2 separate regions of the Gossypium arboreum genome follow, and region 1 is linked to region 2. The links are chromatin contacts, called in public Hi-C maps. All regions are on one chromosome and are shown on one strand. The core of a region is the stretch at or near the end of the contact, and the rest is flanking DNA. Distances in the headings are between cores, read along the strand shown. Region 1 holds the start of LOC108460937 (serine/arginine-rich SC35-like splicing factor SCL33). Region 2 holds the start of LOC108458472 (serine/threonine-protein phosphatase PP2A catalytic subunit).

The links. Hi-C and Micro-C count contacts between places; a contact is called where the count stands out from the background.
Region 1: a contact with region 2 is called in a Hi-C map of leaf, with 1.6 times the contacts expected there. The contact joins the promoter of LOC108460937 here to the promoter of LOC108458472 in region 2. A contact is called at or near these places in 2 of 5 Hi-C or Micro-C datasets (both in leaf).

What each region holds. Positions count from the first base shown.
Region 1 is chr4:37,559,001-37,561,700 of ASM2569848v2, reverse strand. LOC108460937 (serine/arginine-rich SC35-like splicing factor SCL33) reads left to right here and starts at 1,260. Exons shown (of 6, transcript XM_053027144.1): 1 at 1,260-1,459; 2 at 1,867-2,029; 3 at 2,335-2,412. The coding sequence starts at 1,878.
Region 2 is chr4:37,381,780-37,384,479 of ASM2569848v2, reverse strand. It overlaps LOC108458472 (serine/threonine-protein phosphatase PP2A catalytic subunit), which reads right to left and starts at 1,340. Exons shown (of 12, transcript XM_053027143.1): 1 at 920-1,340; 2 at 656-735; 3 at 399-455; 4 at 187-270. The coding sequence starts at 419.

The DNA.
Region 1 (2,700 bases), core at 11-2,510, 180 kb before region 2:
GGTTTCATTTGGGGAAGAACAGGATGAAGAAGGAAAAAAGGGAAAAGAAAAAAAAAGATGGAAATAAAATAAATACAAAAGACACGCAAGTCATTTCTTAATAATATTAATTACAACTTTGTAAATTTTGAAAGTTGAGTAACTAAAATATAAATTTAATCAAAGTTTAGTGATAATTAGTGTACTTTATTCATTATTTTATTGTGTTTGAACTGTATTTGAAATTAAATATTTATTAATATCAACATAATAATAACATACCATAACACAACAATAATAATAAATGTGGAAATAAGAATATTTCACATTGAAATCAATTGTAATTTTTTATTATAATTTGATTTGATATATTCCATGATATTAATTATTTAATATTAAATTTTAATATTTTTAGTATAATTTAAGATTATATATATTCCACAATTATAATATTAACAAGTTCAAACATCATTTAAACACTTTTTTACAACATAATATTTAAAATAAACATTTTATCTTTTCAAAAATAATTTTCAATCTTAATTTTCAAAAGTCTTTTCAACTTCATTGATAATCTAATCTCGAATAGAATGGCTAAGAGTGTCATTGAAACTAGGTTGTTGTTAGTTGGCCATGAACTTCTATTATACTGTTATAAAAAAAAGGAGTTAATGTAATTTTTTATCTCTAAACTTGATAATTAGGTTTATATTAGTATTTGCACCGTTTTGGTCCACTTTGTAACTAAATTTGGATTACGTAGAAGTATGGTGATTTATCATCATGAGATTGTGTCATATCATAACTTAAAAATTTTAAAATATATAGTTTGAAAATAAAAGAATAATTTTTTAAAAAATTTTAAGTGATAACATGGTACAATTTTAAAGTATTACATTACCATACTTTTACAAAATCAAAGTTTAAAAAAATTAAATCTAATTATCAAGTTCGAATATTGAAATGATCAAAAGAAAATAAAAATATGAAATTGGACTTAATTATCAAGAATCTATAAAACATACGGAATTATAAACATATAAATAAAAATAAGTAAGTATACATCCCACCAACTTCATCTGATTGGATTCCAAAAAATGCCATCCTCGATATCAGGCATGTTCTTCTACCAAATTAAACCTAATTATAAAATGTATATATATTATATACATGATTTAAGCAGGCCTTAGAAAAAAAAGGCCTTTAGGCCTCGGCTAAATTGTCGTTGGATCAAAGATTCATGATAGACCCGATCAAACTAACTTAAATGGCGTCCGACCGTTGATTTTCTTTTTTGAATACACGTGGGCGGTTTGTGTTGCAGGGAGAGAGGCCTCAGAAAGTAACTGGAAGCTTCTGGAGTTCCAATTTAGAAGGTCGGTGAAAATCTAAAGTACCCCGTGATTAACAACCAAACGCCAAAGGAAAGAGAAAAGCATCAAAGAAGGTTGGGATTTTCTTCGTCTGCGATTTCGTAACTGTATGTTCTTAATTCATTCTACGTCTTTTTTTTCTTTTTCTTTTTTTTGTATCATCTTCTTTCATTTTTTTCGTAAATCTCTTGGTGAAGGCTTTGTTTTCTTTTGCATGTATTTTGTAATTTATGTTCCTTGTAGTTCCCAGATATTTTTATTTTTAATTTCTATTTTATAGAAATATTTTATTGGGAGAAAAGTTAGGTTGGGACTGGGATTGATTCTAAGTTCAAGAGAAAACAGGATTTTGGTAATTTCAGGCTCCTTTTAATCGTTTCTTTTGTTTTTTATTGCACTGTGCATGGAATCGCCCGGTTTCTCTCTTTTGTTCTTTTTACTTTGAATTCCATGCTCGAAAATTTTCCAGTTTAATCTTGGTTAAAAGCAATTCTGTGAGTATTAAATGCCTTAGGTTTGTTGCAGATGCGGGGTAGAAGTTACAGTTACAGTCCCTCGCCACCAAGGGATTATGGAAGGAGGCGGCATCGTAGCCCTAGCCCTAGGGGTCGCTATGGCGGTCGTGGTAGAGATCTTCCCACCAGTCTTCTGGTTCGGAACCTTCGCCATGACTGCAGGTTTGTACCATCCCCTCGTATTTATCGGCGTCAGACTGTCAATTTCCTCAAATCCAATACCCTAATGCTCTCATGGTTTTGTTTTAAAATAAATTCTAGGGATAAGTAAGAGCGAAGGTTTTTGAGGAGAACTAAAGGTGTTACATTTATGCTGTGATTTGTTTTCCTTGCTCACCAATCCAAACCTAGTGTACATCTTTGTTCTTTTGTTTAAAATAAACATGATCGTCTTGATACAAGTAAAAAATTTTAGTCTCATCAAACTTTTCTTGTAGAGCCAATTTCTAATTATGTCTCATTTGCAGGCCAGAAGATCTGCGTGGACCTTTTGGGCAATTTGGTCGCCTCAAGGACGTCTACCTGCCTCGGGATTATTATACTGGGTAAGTATAATCCTTATAGGTAACTGACAAATGGTAAATCAGTGTGTATTTGTGTCTGATGGTGTCAACTTGTGTGTCTTCATCCTGTCTCATATGAGTGTTTGGGTGATGGGGTTGTTTCTTTATTATGTCCATTGGTTTATGGGAATTTGGATGTTTTTTATTGAAAGTGTTGAAGACACCAACGAAGTAATAAGAGTACTGTGTTGAAGACACCAATGAAGTATTAGAGTACTCTGTTGAAGACACTTTCAACTAATGAAAACTGTTCACGATGACCTTAATTTG
Region 2 (2,700 bases), core at 91-2,590:
AAGTTCACATGTCAATGCATGCAAAAGAGCATAAATTAAAAATATTCGCATTACAAATATGATCAATCAAGATACCTCTGGAGAGCTCCAACTTCAAAACATTGAGGTCTGAACTAATTATTTTACACATTCCCCGCTGAAACAGAACTGAATACAAAAATCAACAGTCAAAGTCAGAACAAGTACCTTCCCTCCAATTCGAAAAAGTTCTGCAAGATCATGAAACTGCCCATGGATGTCACCACAAATTGTCACCGGGCTTCTCACAGGCTGTTAAAACAAAAATCAATGCTTTCCCAGTTTACGGAGGAGCAATCTCAACATCTCCAAAATACGCCAATAAATAAACAAATATAGACATAGATGCCTGAAACACAAGCCAGACTAAGATAATAAACCTGGACATTGCTTTCTTTCATCAGTATTTCCTTTGCCTTATCACATAATGCTCTGACCTAAACAATACATTATGAGAAAAAAATAGTTATTAAAAGTTATATTCCACAACACAAGACAGACAAAGACAAGCTTCCATTGACCCAAATTAAAACAACACAAATAAGATGAAACAAAGAAAACTCCAGGAGCAACAAGTTTAAAATTTAAACCCACAACACTTATTCCGAGCAAATACCCCGAGTTATGTTGAAATTACCTATATCAAATAAAAATAAATCATTTTCTTTCCCTGCTTTAAAGAAGAAGAAAAAGAAGCTGCAGTTTTTGTTCATAACTCTGAATTGAAATTTAAACAGAAAAAAAAAAGAGAGAATTAGCTGTAAATATTGCAATAAACACTATTCACAAATCAGAGCCTAATCGATTATTCACAAATTTTAAAAAATATATTATTGGATTAATTCCTGGTAAATTTTGGCACTTTCTTGGAAACAAACAGATAGAGAAAAATTTAAGGTACCTGCTGCTCCGAAAGTGGCTTACACTGCATGAGCTGCGAGATCTGCTCATCGAGATCGGTGGTCAAGTCTGTTGGTGACGAATTGGCGCCCATGTTTAATTTTTCAGTTGGAAGACTCGAGCGTGGAAATCGTTATCCGGATCAGGGATAACCCTAACCCTATTTTGGATTGAGAATTTTCTTTTTTCTTTTTGTTTTAACTTTCTTTTTTTATCTCCTTTTCACTCTTTTCCTGGCTCTCTTGCTTCTATCACGAAGACGAAATGAAATGTAAGGGCGCGTGAACTGACACAGAGAGTGGAGCGTGAACAGTGTGAGTGTTATAAAGCCACGTCACACTACTAAACTGTTATAAAGCCACTTCACCACACGTTCCGGGGAGCGCTCCTCAGAATGAGATTTTCTTAAGCTCCCTTCAAATGCTAACGGGAAAAGAAAAGTATAAAGGGATATTATATTTTTAGTATCTATATTTTGTTCCAATTTTCAAATTAGTATCTAAGTTCTTATTTTATCCAGATTGGTAATGGAATTTGGTTTATATCACATATTTAAATATATTTTCTTAATGCATTAAAATAAGATGACATGAAAAATAATATATAATAATAAATTTACTTTGTAATTAAAATTATTTAGGGTTGGAAATTAATTTTGTATAAATTCAAATTTTGGTTACCAAAATTTACAAGGAAATTCCAAAATTTTTAAGGATTTACAAAAACTTCTAAGTCGTTACCAAAATTTCTAATAAATTATTGAAATTTCTAAAGTTACTCAAAAATTTCTAGGACTTTACCAAAATTTCTAATATGCCATATTTTTTTTTATCTCTTGGTATCTTGGCACATTAATGAATTTTATGCTTCTCCTCACAAGTCCCTTAGTGTTTTCCATTTTAAACATGTTTATATGAGTTTTCTTTGAGTATTTGTATATATTTTGTGATTGTAACACCTCGATACTTGACCCAATCATCGGGTCCAAGTTACAAGGTGCCACATTCGTTACCAGAGTAACTACGATAAAATGATATTTGATTTAAAATAATTAAAGATTCAAATATAAGTAAAACATATGTATAATACAATACGTAATCATTTTTGAATCTTATACGAGCTTTTGAAAGCTTTATTGTTAACCCGATATCGAATAGAATCAAATTGTAATATTTTCAAAATTTCAGGTTGATGTTGCAACTTCAGGGTACCTCTTCGCGACGCAACATACTGACTTGATCTCATCGCGATAATAAATGCTCTACGTCACGACGTGACCGTCTACTTTAAAAATGGCCAAAATGGCACCAACCTGTTTCACCTAATCATTCATTTCCATCAATACTAATTTTCATTTCAACCAAAATGTCATTTCAAACATACATTTCCAACATGTTTCATTATTAACATGATCATTTGTAATTTATAATCATTCAAGTTCATATTTGATAATCATGAACTTCAAAACATTACCAAATGGACATATACAATTGAGTATGAACACAAGTATTTCATCTTCTCATACAAAGCATTTAATTGCCTAGTTCATCAATACAATCCAACCATTTAACCATTTCTAATTCATCATTCTAACTCCTAATGTGACTTGATCATATAATACACAAACCGACTCAGGATAGGTATATGACATATAACGAACAAAAGATATTTTACAAACATTGATGAGTCAGGGATTTCTGGCTGGATGCTAAAATCACTTTTCGGGACCTTGGGATGTACCTACACTTGTATGCGGAAAACAAATTATACACTGAGCGATAA